Regions from separate parts of the Ovis aries genome. Here region 2 is linked to region 1. A link is a contact called in public Hi-C data. All regions are on one chromosome and are shown on one strand. Each heading gives the region's core, a stretch centred on a gene start, on an enhancer-like site or on the middle of the called end of the contact. The rest is flanking DNA. Distances are from core to core; before and after follow the strand shown.

Evidence for each region. A called contact is a pair of places that touch in the nucleus more often than the background predicts.
Region 2: a contact with region 1 is called in a Hi-C map of liver, with 4 times the contacts expected there. The contact joins the promoter of DPM2 here to the enhancer-like site in region 1. A contact is called at or near these places in 14 of 16 Hi-C or Micro-C datasets (blood, hypothalamus, liver and 6 more).

The regions. Positions count from the first base shown.
Region 1 is chr3:8,206,864-8,213,709 of ARS-UI_Ramb_v3.0, reverse strand. No RefSeq gene overlaps it. Among named protein-coding and RNA genes, the nearest start is that of NAIF1, 30 kb to the right of the region's middle. Within about 2 kb of position 4,964, at least 3 of the 54 cell types and tissues checked have an H3K27ac peak or open chromatin away from gene starts, as enhancers often do. A contact at or near this core is called in liver, where this site is marked.
Region 2 is chr3:8,281,127-8,287,973 of ARS-UI_Ramb_v3.0, reverse strand. It overlaps DPM2 (dolichyl-phosphate mannosyltransferase subunit 2, regulatory), which reads right to left and starts at 3,255. Exons shown (of 4, transcript XM_004005614.6): 1 at 3,213-3,255; 2 at 2,836-2,925; 3 at 1,945-2,047; 4 at 1-939. The coding sequence starts at 3,215. The coding sequence ends at 881. It overlaps EEIG1 (estrogen-induced osteoclastogenesis regulator 1), which reads right to left. Exons shown (of 11, transcript XM_027966400.2): 11 at 6,711-6,847.

The sequences.
Region 1 (6,846 bases), core at 3,715-6,214:
TGGTGACTCGCTTCTGAAGAATACAGAGGAGGAAATGGCAACCTTACAGTGGAGAAATCTATCAGGCTCCACCTTAACCACGACACTCAAGAGGTGAAAGTTTATTTCCTAGGTGATGTCATATGGGCATCATGCACCCACTAATATGACGTAATGAGGAGGGCGCTGGATCCACTTCTGTAGTTTCCTGCTCCCAAATCCAAAACCCCAACATAATCAAAGGGGAAGACACCAAACTCAAATTGAGAGACATTCTACGAAATACTTGGCCAGATCTCCTCAAAACTCCAGGTCGTGAAAAGCAAGGAAAGACACAAGAGAGAGAGCAGGAGAAGTCAAGCTGACACGCCAAAATGCAGCGTGGCATTCTGGATGGGTTCCTGGAGCAGGACATCAGTGTGAACTGCAGCGAAACGTGAGTAAAGGCTGGAATTTCCTTCATAGCAACGCGCCAACGTTGTTTCCTCTTGACAAAAGCTACATGGTAAATTTAGGATGCTAACATTAGGGGAATCCGGGTTAGGGGTTTACAGAAACTCTCTGTATTATCTTGGCAATTTTTCTGTAAATCTAATATTATTCCCCAAAATTATTTATTTATTTATTTAGCTGTGCCAGGTCTTAGGTCTTATGGTTTATGGGATCTTTAGTTGCCATGTATGGGATCTAGTTCCCCAGGACCACAGGTCAAACCCAGGCCCCCTGCATTGGGAGCTAGGAGTCTTAGCCACTGGACCACCAGGGAAGTCCCTATTCCAAAAAATTTTAAGGGTATTAACAAAATGGGAATTCTCCGGCAGTTCAGTGATTAGGACGCTGTGCTCTTACTGCTGAGCCTGGGTTCAATCCTTGGTCAGGGAACATGCCACAATTAAGAGCGCGAGTGCCACAACAAAGGCCCCAGAGCAGCCAAATAGATGAATAGATATTAGGGAAAAAAAATACACACACAAAGCCTGCCACACAGTAGAGGGATGTGTGAATGAATGAATGAATGAAGGGGAGTAAGGATGAGGAACACTGGGTTTGGAGTCGGAAGACCTGCTTGCACTCTCTTCTCAGCCTTACCCTTCAAGAGCTGTGTGACCTTGGGTGAGTGACGTCCCCTCTCTGAGCCTCAGTTTGCCCACCAGGGTCTCTCAGAGAGCTGCTGGGAGAGTCCTGCACACAGGGGCAGGCCTGGTGTGCGGGAGGGCATGAAGAGCAGCCTCCACGTGCTTCTTGACCTTGGCGAGTCTGGTGCTGCTGTTCAGATACACACGGATGCACATGGCAGTTTGCCAGAAATTCCTGGGGCTCTGTGACCCCGAGTTCTTCCTCGAACAGCCCCACCCTAGAAGATGGGCCCTGACCCTGGAAGGAGGAGGCGGTGGGGGGGTTGCGGGGGCACCAGGTCAGAAGACTCTCCCTGATGGACAGACCGGACCACACCAGACAGGCTGGGCCTCCCTCAGTGGAGAGTTCAAGCTCTAGAATGTGCAGCATCAGCGCTTCCTTCCTCCGGGTGGCCGGTAGCATCTGGGGGCAGCAGGAGGGCCTTGCCCTGATATCCCTGTGGCCGAGGTGCTCGGATGGGACACTGCGAGAAACGTGGACAGTCACCTTGGGGAGCTGAAGGGGTAGATGGTCCTGAGGTCATGCACTCGGAGCCATAGCCAGAGGAGGACCGAGTCCTGGCTAAGAGGGACGTGGGCAGAAGTGGCCTAGCATCGTTTCCTGATCTGACCCATGAAAAAATCTCTCACTTCATCCTCTGCCCTCTCTTTCCCCATCTGCCAGCTGGGTGTCTGTGCCCAGGGCCACCTGAGAAGCCACGTGTGAACTCGCAGAGCCCCCTCATACAGCCGGATCCCAGGAGAGCTCTGTGAGCCCTTCTGACCCACCCCTCCCTGCTGGGGACTGAACTTCACAAGACGAAGAAATTAACTCCCAATCTGTTCAACACTGAGATTTCAAGTGTCATTGGCCATTGTAACCTGTGTACTTTGTTTTTTCTACCAGGCTCATTTTAGGCAAACCTGTTTAAAATTTTTATCTTTTTTTCCCCCACCAGTTTACCAAACTAAGACAGTTATGTCGTAAAATGTTCAAACAGGACAGAAATAATGAGTGATGGTCTTCTGTGCACCCTCCCTGCTTTTGCAATGAAAGAGAAAACCACTATTAATAGTTTGGATAAATTCCCCTAGATTTTTTGGCTAGGCCACGACAGCATATTTTTAGACAAAAAGGATCACACCATACACATTGTTCTGCAAGATTTCTTTTCACTTAGCAGCATACCGTGGATATCTTCCCATGTTTGGACACAGGAATCCATTTCATTTTTTAAACATTGGTCTAGTATTTCATGGTAGCTTCCCTGGTGGCTCAGATAGTAAAGCGTCTGCCTGCAGTGCAGGAGACCTGGGTTCAATCCCTGGGTTGGGAAGATCCCCTGGAGAAGGAAATGGAAACCCACTCCAGTACTCTTGCCTGGAAAATTCCACGGACTGAGGAGCCTGGTAGGCTACAGTCCATGGGGTGGCGAAGAGTCGGACACGACTGAATAACTTCACTTTCTAGTATTTCATAGTGGTGGAGTGATAAAGAATCTGCCTGCCAATGCAGGAGATGCAGGAGACTCTGATTCAATCCTTGGGTCGGGAAGATCCCCTGGAGTAAGAAATGGCAACCCTCTCTGGTATTCCTGCCTGGAAAAGTCCTCGGACAGAGGAACCTGGCAACCTGCACAGTCCACGGGGTCACAAAGAGTCAGATACTACTATAGGCTTCCCTGGTGGCTCAGTAGCAAAGAATCCACCTGGAAATAGGAGACTCAGGTTGGATCCCTGGGTCCAGAAGATCCCCTGGAGAAGGAAATAGCAACCCCTTCCATCATTCTTGCTTGGAGAATCCCATGGACAGAGCAGCCTGGCGGGCTGCAGGCTACGGGGTCGTAAAAGAGTTGGACACGACTTAACAACTAAACAACAGCAGCATTTCATAACAAGTGTACATGAAAATGGATTTAATAGTACCAGTTATTTACTGCTGTATAACAGTAACTGCTGCTGTAAAACAAGCTCCCCCAAAATTCAGCAGCTTAGAGAAATAAACATTTAGCGACTTCCTTGGCAGTCCAGGGGTTAAGAGTCTGCGCTTTGACTGCAGGAGGTGCGAGTTCCATCCCTGGTCAGGGAAACTAGGATCTTATATGCATTGCGTGCGGCCAAAGAAAAGACAAACACTGACTATCTTAGAGGTCCTGGGGGTCAGGAATCCGGGAGTGGCTCAGCTGAATTGTTCTGGCTCTGGGTCTCTCAGCAGTCAGGCTGCAGCGGCTGGAGAATCGGCTTCCAGGTTCACCTCTGTGATTGCTGCTGGCGTCCGTTCCTTGCTGGCTTTGACTGGACATTTCAGTTCCTTGACCTCCCCATAGGCCGTCTGAGTGTCCCCAGGATGTGACAGTTCCTTGTCCTGGAGACAGCCCCGGGTGGAGGCCACAGTCTTTCACAACCTCACCTCAGAAGTGGTTATATGGGGACTTCACTGGTGGTCTAGCGGTTTAGACTTTGCTTCCCAATGGAAGGGGTGAGAGTCTGATCCCTGATCAGGGAACTGAGACCCCACAGGCCTCACGACCAAAAAAGAAAACAAAACAACACATAAAACAGAAGCAATATTGTAACAAATTCAATAAATGCTTTACAATGGTACACACACACCAAAAAAAAACTTCAAAAAAATAAAGAAGTGGTTATCATACTGCAAGGGTGGGCCTGTCACTGTCACGCAGAGCATCTCTCGTACATGTGGGAGGGGCTTCCCAAGGAGGAATCCCAGGGATCCAGGCACTCTGGGGCTACGTGGAGGATGGATTGTGGAGATTTGCCCTTCTCTTCATCTCAAATCCTGCTGCTGTGAGCCTCCTTGCTTGTTTCCCTCCATCAGAGAAGATCCCCTGGGCAATTTACGTGCATCAACTCACGTGGTTCTCCCCACGCTGCAGTGAGGCAGACATAGTCCTTGTGCCCGCTTCACAGATGAAGGATTCGATGATCCTCGCGGTCCCTTGGTTCAGTCCTGTGAGGATTCCCAGCACCCTAGGGAACTGAGGAGTCTTGGGATAAGGTTCCTGGTGGGCTTTTTTTTTGTTGTTTGTGCTGGATCGTAGTTGTGGCATTAGGGATGTTTGATCTTTGCTGTGGCTTACAAACTCTTAGTTGCGGCATATAGGATTTAGTTCCCTGACTGGGGATCAAACCCAGGCCCCCTGCATTGGGAGCAAAGAGTCTTAGCCATTGGACTACCAGGGAAGTCCCTAGATGGGCTCTTCTGATGGGAAAAGAGTGTCAAGGGAGCGGAGCAGTGAAGATGACCGAGAACCACAGTAACATCAGTCTCATCTCTTGACCTGCTGTAGGTAAGTGACAGGTGGGGCAAGGCTGCGACTCCATCATACAGATGAGGAAACAGAGGCTCAGAGAGGCAGAGACTTGTCTCCGGCTGCCCAGCTGGTCAGTACAGGCCCAGGGGTCACACCCGTGTCCCCTGACTCCTCGACCCTCCTCCCAGATCCCCAACCAGGTGGAGCGCACCGCACAGAACATGCATTAACTCCTGCAGTCTCCAAAGGAGACCCATGAGGTCAGTTTTACCCTCCCTCCCATTTGGCAGAAGAGGAGAACGTGGCTCTGAGACAGAAGGTGTGAAAATGCTGCAAAGGCCGCAGGCAGGCCATAGTCACGGGCAGACTGGGGGCTGCTGGGAGCTCTGCAGAGGACCAGAGGAGAGAGGAAGGAAAGAGGAGGCAGGGCTTCACCTGAGCGATTAGCTCCCGAGTCACTGCTATTGACAATTCATATCTTTGAGGTGGAACCGGAAACAGGATGTAGGTTTCCCTTTAGGGGGCAGGTGCCCCAAATGGCCACGTACCATCAGATACACAGAAACACCATCCGCAAGCAGTGCTGCTGAGGGTTAGAGTGCAGGCTCTGGAGGCAGACGGGCTCCTTGCTGGCTGTGTGACTGCAGACGCCTGGCTTGACCTCTCCGGGCCTTTGTTCGGAGGACCAGCGAGACACTCAGTAAATAGTGACAAGGGCTCTTTTCAGTGTTGGGAGGTGGGAGCAATTTTTTGCCAAAAGAGGAAGCAAAGCTGAAGGACTGCTTGGCCGTTGTTATCCCCCTCCCCATTGTGCTGACCACTGGCAGCCCAGTGCCCCAGGGACCTTGAACAAGCCCATGTGTGCGTGCTAAGTCGCTTCAGTCGTGTCCGACACTTTAAGACCCATGGACTGTAAAGCACCTCTGTCCATGGACACCTTTGCCCAAAAACAGTGAGCTCGCTGCACAAGGACAGCTTCCAGACAAGCCCCTGGGCCCCGCCACACTGGTGCCCCCAGGCTCCTCCGGCGGGGTTGCCCAGTCCTGAGGTCGCCCTGCTGCTGACCCAGAACTCCCTGCTGCGTTCCTGTGACAAGCTTGTTGAGCCCCTCCAGGTACCAGGCCTGGCCCTGCCTTCCCAGAGTCCACCTCCCAGGGCCCCACCTGGGCCCCAGAAATGTTGCCTGCACTTGGGAACTGCAATCCAAGCTCTCAGTGGTGTCCTGAGTTTCGGGGTGACAGTAAGGGAGAGACAAGTTTCTGGAAAAGGACACTGGACTGGCAGCTAAAGGCCCAGGTCTAGGCCCAACTTGACCTTTGTCAGGCTGTATGACTTTGAGTAGTCTCTGTTTCTCTCTGGGCCTTACAACTGAAGGGACTACTAGATGGTCCCTCTCTCTTTCAAATTAATCAAAACAGAGGTAATACTCGGGAGTCAGTCACCCCCTAGTTTTTTTTTTTTTAATTGATGTATAGTTGATTTACAAAGTTGTGTTAGTTTCAGATGTAAAGTGATTCAGTTTTATAATATACATATATATATACTTTTTCAGATTCTTTTCCATTATAGGTTATTACAAGATATTGAATATAATTCCCTGTGCTATACAATAGGTCCTCGCTGTTTGTCTATTTTAGTGTGTATGTATTAATCCCAAACTCCTAATTTATCCCCCTCCACACCTTTCCCCTTTGGTAAATTTGTTTTCTATGTCTGTGAGTCTCTTTCTGTTTTGGAAATAAGTTCATTTGTATCTCTTTATTTTTTTTCAGATTCCACATAAAAGTGATATCATATTTATCTTTCTCTGGCTGGCTGGCTTACTTCACGCAACATGATCGTCGCCAGGCATTGATTCACATTTTAACATCTTTAAAATCAAGATGCATTTTTTTACAGTCAGCCGTGCACCTGACATGTATAATTGGCAGTGCTTATTTCTCCATGGTGCATAAGTAATGGTGCGTGTTATAGTTGGTGATGTCTTAGATTCACTGAAGTGTGGCATTATTTTGACAAAATGACAATGATTTTAAATTTAAAAAGAGCTAATTGGAACAGCTGCTGTTTATTGCACTTCTACTGTAGATCAAGCGCTGGGCTTCCTGCCCATGTGCTTACTTAATATTACAATTCTAGAGTATTATCAAATTCGTTAGATGAAGAATTCGGGGCTCAGAGAAGCTAAGCGACTTCCTTAATGTCACCCAGCCAGGAAGTGATCGATACAAGATATATATAGTTGTTCAACCACTAAGTCGTTCGACTCGTTGCAATCCCATGGATAGCAGCACGCCAGATTTCTCTCCCCTTCACTATTTCCTGGAGCTTGCTCAAACTCATGTCCATTAAGTCGGTGGTGCCATCCAACCATCTCATCCTCTGTCATCCCCTTCTCCTCCTGTCCTCAGTCTTTCCCGGTATCATATGAATCATTGTGCTGTACACCTGAAACGAACATAATATTGAAAATCAGC
Region 2 (6,847 bases), core at 2,006-4,505, 76 kb before region 1:
GGCTGCTGGGTACCAGACAGATGATGGGCTTGGACTTTTAGGGGTCTGAGGGTCCTTAATATACCAGTGCCCACTGGCTGGGCTGGCACAGGAGAGGCGAGGTAGAGGCTGATGTGATGTCTGGCAGACCGCCATGCCTCCAGACTCCCCCGCTGTGAGCTGCACCAGGCCAGATCCACATCGGTCCTGGCCCCTGCACTGTCCTGTGTCCAGCACAGGGATAATCCAGGAGGTACCCCACAGACCAGTGTCTCCTGATCTGAGACCAATGCAAAGGCCAGCTCCCAGCCCCTGAGCTCCTCAGGTCAGGGACGGCACTGAGACAAAGACAACGATGTTTATTGTTCAGCTCTCCCATCAGGCCAGCCCTGAGGCTGGGGGGCTGGGCCTCCCTCTAGGCTCTCCAGGTCCAGAGATCCTTGTGGGGTCTGGGGCTATGTCAGACCTGGGAAGGCTGCCTCTGTGGAGGAGCAGGACATGCGGGAAGAGGTCACGTGACGCCCCAGAACCTGCCAAGTCCAACCATCATGTGACAAGAAGGAAACTGAGGCAAGTGTAGAACCCAGCGGGAAAAATGATAGGGAGTCTCAAGGTGAGGTGTGTGTGTATGTGGAGAGGGACCAGCACCTTGCAGGCCCTGAGCCAGAAGGGGGGTGAGATGGAGACTTCCAGGTACTTCTCCTCCCTGGCTTCTGGAAGGAGCAGGGGCCCTGGTCAGCCAGGGGTGAGTCCTGAACAGCTTCTATCCCACAGGGGTGTCTGCAGGGCAATCAAGCTTGAGGGGGTCTCAGTGCCTGGATGGGTCCTGTGGGCACCCCCACTGGGTCTGCCCTGGAGAAGAAGCAGAGATGGAGCCAGCAGCCTCATTCCTGCTGGGCCTTCACTGAGCCTTTTTGGTATCCTTCTGGTTCCTCAGCATCACGTAGGTGATGAATATACCTGGAATACACAGACCAAAAAAGGCAGCTAAGATCCTGGCTCAGGACTGCTTGGGGGTCAGAAAGTGAAGTGGAAGTCGCTCGGTTGTGTCCAACTCTTTGTGACCCCATGGGCTACACAGTCCATGGAATTCTCCAGGCCAGAATACTGGAGTGCTTCTCCAGGGGATCTTCTGAACCCAGGGATCGAACCCAGGTCTCCCACACTGCAGGTGGATTCTTTACCAGCTGAGTCACAAGGGGAGACCGGGGAGGCCAGAGCAGGACCCAAGCATGGCAGTGACCCACACAGGGGGCCAACCAGCTACCTAACCACCCTCCAGGCCACACCCTGGAGGCCATTTCCCTAATCATTCATCAAGCTACACTTCTGCCTGCACTCATTCAACAAACATCAGCTGAATGACTACCAAAGGCAATCTGCTGAGTTTAGTGTTTCTGATTCTACAGGGAATAAGATCCACCCAACTATCTATCTACTCACCCGACCACCTGTCCATCTACCTAACCACCTACCCACTCAGCATCCATCATCCACCCACCCCATCATCCAGACAGCTAATTGTTGATTTATCCAAACCACTTTCTTGAGCACCAACTCAGTGCCACAGCTTGTGCTTGAGGTGAGGGCATAGTAATGATAAAGCCACAGTCCCTGCCCCTGTAAGGCCCACACGCTAGACCCTGGGAGACAGAGAGATGCAGGAATCATGAACCAGGGTGACAAGGGGGTGAGAGGTGATGGAGGTGTGAGCAGAGTGGTGGTGGTGGTGGTGGTGGAGGGAGCAAGAAAGAGGGAGACATCCCATTAGACTCCAGTGAGCCTGAGGCATTGGGAAGACTGACTTAAGCCCTGAAGGATGAACAGGGAAACCCCAGGACGTGAGCTGAGGGTAAGGAGCCTCAAGCAGATGTACAGTGAGTGATGAAGTGTAGCAGCATGTCTGGGGTTGGGAGGGGGTCATGGGGTCCCCAAGACACCCTGTCCAGGGTTGGGGGAACTTACCCACAAACAGGAGCAGCAGGAGGCCAGCAGCCAGTGGGATAGCAATGGCATAGGCTCGGGGCAGGAAATACTTGTGGATGACATGCTGACTGTCGATGAATGGCTGGCATCAAAGGCAGAGCTCTAGTGAGTGTTCCTCGCTCTGCTCAGCTCCCCTGGTCCAAACAGCCCTCCTCCTCCATCTCAGGGGTTGACCCCATCAAAGCACTGCATTCGCTTTTCTCTAAGAGGATAGCACTCCGGGTGCCTTGGTTTGTTCCCTTCCTTCAGTTATCTAATGGTTGTGTACTGGGCACCTGACTGGTGCTCGCCCGAAGTTGGGGCTAGGGAGCTGGCAGGGAACAGAAGACAAAGGACTTGCCCTAAGGCCCTCACAGCTTAGCAGGGACAAAGAGGACATGAAGAATCCACGAGTGATTCCCAACCAGGACTCCAAGGTTTTCTTTACTAACATTTTTCTCCAAAGGATACCGACTTCTGCAAGATTTTGTCCTCCAAACAAACACTGCACTTTTAAAGCAGTAACCAAAAAAAATTTCCCACGGGGAAAAAAAAAATGCTAAACACTCTTACAAAATCCACTGGGACTGTCATGCCCAAGTGCCCGCAGGATAACCAGAAGGACTAGAACTCCCATCAAAAGCAAACAAATCAAGGAAAGGACTTCGCAGTGGAGTGGTTAAGGATTCCACCCTGAGCCTTCCCCTTGAGCTTCTGCTTCCTCGTCTATAACATAGGGACACCTGTTACCATCTTTCTCATAGTGCTGTCCTGGAGCTTTCATGAGATATGCAGTGACAACACCTAGCACAGTGCCTGCTAAAATGATGTGAGGAGTTAGCTTCAAGATCCAGGGATGGGAGCTAAGAGAGGGCGGGAAAGCACACATACCAAGAGAATTACCCAGGCGGTGTAATAAGTGAAGATGATCAGGCTAAGGGCGACGAGGCCGAGTCCCACCACCTGGTCTGTTCCCTTGGCCTGCAGAAAAGGGAGGATTCAACTGAGGAAAAGATCCTCCATTTAGGAAGGAGGGGGGAGTCGCTGCGGCCCGATCACGTCCATTTACTCAGCTGACATATGTGACGTGGCTGACTGGGTATCTTTTCTAGGTCGGGAGAGAGAGTACCGGGCCAAAGTCTATCACTCGTACGGTGAGACGGCGGGAGAACGATACCGGCTCCGAGTGCTCAAGCCCCAGCTCCCGAGCAGACCCAGGACCCCACCCTCCGGACGCCCCCATTGCCGACTTTTGGCCTCACGCTCACCATTTCCCCAGCGCTTCAGGCACCGGAGACGCAAGCCCCATCCGGTTCCGGATCGGGCCCTTCCGGCCTTGGGCCGCGGGGCACGCCGGGAGTCGCAGTCCTCAAGCTGGCCCAGGACCACGTCGCCGGAGACGGGCGGGCACCGCCTCCTCTTTGCATGTCGGGAAATGTAGTTTCTCGAGGACATTCTGTGACGCGTTCCCGAATCTCTCGGCAGTAAGACCGAATTGAGGAACTGAGACTGGCTTGGCACTTGTGGGCTCGGTCCTGTCGAACTCGCCCGAGAGGAAAAAAAAAAAAGCCCATCTCTCAATATCCCAGGGTCCTAAAGCCAGAACAGGATGGGGGTGAGTGGTCAGAAGTCCCGTGTTTCAGGTGGGGAAAAGGAGGCTCAAGAGAGAGGCGAGAACTGAAAAGGCGAGAACTCAGACCACAGTCTGAGTCAGTGGTGTATAGCAGACTCCAGCAACCGAGGGCGCTACTTCCTGGTCCCGAGGCCCGAACGTGTCTGTTGAGGGTAAGGTAAAGAAAAAGTTCAAGGACCGGCCTAGGGTGAGAGGAGAGGGAGAAGCCGGAGTCCCTTCCCCAACTGCATCACCAAGAAGACGCTTGTCATTGCGTTTCTGTTTTTTAAATTTTATTTATTTTTGGCTGCGCTGGGTCTTCGTTACTGCGAGGGCTTTTCTCTAGTCGCCGTACAGAGCCTTTTATTGCCGTAGCTTCTTCGTTGCAGAGCACGGGCTCGGGCACGCGGGCTTCAGTCGCTGCGGCTCGCAGGTCCTATGAGCACAGACTCTACTTGTGGTGCACAGGGCTTAGCTGCTCCGCAGCATGTGGGGGCTTCCTGGATCGGGGATCCAACCGTGTCTCCTGCACTGGCAGGTGGACTCTTTACCAGTGAGCCACCAGGGAAGCCCCATCATTGCGTTTTAATTACCTTATTTACTAGTTGACCTGGCCCACTTGACTGTGAGCCCCCTGAGGAAAGGGTCTGTATCCCGTGTCCAGAATGAAGCCTGACACAACTGGGAGCTTTGAATCAGTCAACCAGCTTTAAGATTTTGGTGACTTCTGCAGTGCTACAGACCCCGCTCCAGTACTCTTGCCCAGAAAATCTCATGGACAGAGGAGCCTGGTGGGCTGCAGTCCATGGGGTCTCGAAGAGTCGGGCACGACTGAGCAACTTCGCTTTCACTTTTCGCTTTCATGCATTGGAGAAGGAAATGGCAACCCACTTCAGTGTTCTTGCCTGGAGAATCCCAGGGATGGGGGAGCCTGGTCGGCTGCCATCTATGGGGTCGCACAGAGTCGACACAACTGAAGCGACTTAGCAGCAGCAGCAGCAGCAGTGCTGTGGAGAATAGCCTCTGGCGATTCCCCTCCCTGTGCTGTCTTCACCTGGAGGGGAGGGGGGCAGGGGCATGCAAAGATGGGGTCTGAACCAGGCATGGCTTGCTCCTGCTGGCAGCATCTGTTTCCTTGGGTTGTCTGAGCCCATTGCAAAGCTGAGAGGAACATTTCCCCCCCATCATTTATTTTATAGACTGATTTTTCACTTCGCATGGAAAAAAAAAAGTAAAAGTTGTGCTTAGTCGTGTCTGACTCCGCAACCTCATGGACTGGTTCCAGAGAGTGAAAGGAGTCGGTCAAGGCTGTATATTGTCACCCTGCTTATTTAACTTATATGCAGAGTACATCATGAGAAAGGCTGGGCTGGATGAAGCACAGGCTGGAATCAAGATTCCTGGGAAAAACCTCAGATATGCAGATGACACCACCCTTACTGCAGAAAGCAAAGAACTAAGGAGCCTCTTGATGAAAGTGAAAGAGGAGAGTGAAAAAGTTGGCTTAAAACTCAACATTCAGAAAACTAAGATCATGGCATCTGTTCCCATCACTTCATGGGAAATAGATGGGGAAACAGTGGAAACAGTGACAGACTTTTTGGGGGCTCCAGAATCACTGCAGATGGTGACTGCAGCCATGAAATTAAAAGATGCTTACTCCTTGGAAAGAAAGTTATGACCAACCTAGACAGCATATTAAAAAGCAGAGACATTACTTTGCCAACAAAGGTCCATCTGGTCAAAGCTACAGTTTTTCCAGTAGTCATGTATGGATGTGAGAGTTGGACTATGAAGAAAGCTGAGCGCCAAAGAATTGATGCTTTTGAAGTGTGGTGTTGGAGAAGACTCTTGAGAGTCCCTTGGACTGCAAGGAGATCCAACCAGTCCATCCTAAAGGAATTCAGTCCTGAATATTCAGTGAAAGGACTGATGCTGAAGCTGAAACTCCAATACTTTGGCCACCTGATGCGAAGAACTGATTCATTAGAAAAGACCTTGATGCTGGGAATGATTGCAGGCAGAAGGGGACGACAGAGGATGAGACGGTTGGATGGCATCGACTCAATGGACATGAGTTTGAGTAACTCCGGGAGTTGGCAATGGACAGGGAGGTGTCTGGTGTGCTGCAGTCCGTGGGGTCGCAGAGTCGGACACGACTGAGCGACTGAACTAAACTGGACTGTAGCCCACCAGGCTCCTCTGTCAATGGAATTCTCCAGGCAAGAATACTGGAGTGGCTAGCCATTCGCTTCTCCAGAGGATCTTCCTGACCCAGGGATTGAACAGCTTCTTACCGTCTGAGCCACCAGGAAAGCCCACTGGGCATTACTGTGCTCCAAAGGAGCAAACTGTTTTGGACCTTACAGCCCAGTTCCTTCCGTCTCAGAATTGGGGCTCAGCCAGGAGCCAACTCATCCCTCCCCATGTGTGCACAGAACCAAGGGGCTGAGAATCAGCCTCCAGGGTTTTCTGGGGTGTGAGCAGGCATCAGCACTGAAAATGGGCAAGGATAATGCAGTGCTGGGGCCAGGATGAGGCCTGGTAGTCTGGTCCCTTCTGGCTTGTCCAGAGCCCTGAGGATTCCTGCCATTTCTGAGCTCATGAAAGGCCCAGGGTGACTTGCCTTTCCCAAGAGCTTGGCGGCCATGACAACTCTTCAGGAACTTGAGTCAAGGGCAGGGAGTGAGGTGGTCCAAGCCTGGAGAGAGTGCTGGCCTGTGGCTTTGGGGAGGCTGGGGAAACTCTTAGCATCTTTCAGGGGCGGGGTCAGGCTCCCTAGGGAGGGCTGTATACCCACCTCCTAATTTGATCCACAATCCCATTTGCAGCTGAGAAAGCTGAGGCACAGGCAGTCATCGATCCTCAGGCGTACTTGTTAGAGGCCACCCGACTCTGGGGAGGTTAGAACTTGGGCTCTGAGGTCAGAGCTGCCACCTTGTAAGTGTGAGGTTGGCAAGAAACTGTCCTTTCTGGGCCTATGTTTCCTCCCAATGAATGTGTAGTAGTAACAGTGATAATAATTGTAATGACTGCAGCCAGGACAACCAAGAACCCTGGCCACCGACGTCTCTCCCACCCCGTGTCATCTCTCTCCCTTCTGGTGCCATCTGTGACCTGGGATTCAACTCAGTAAAACAAGCAAGAACCAACATGCCATAACAAAATCTGCAACATTTAATCCCCACCCCCCCCAACCAAGACACTGACACTAGGCTGATTTCCCCTTACAATGTTATTTTCTACAATAGAAGCTGGGACGGAGATACAAACACAGCCCACTGAATCAGG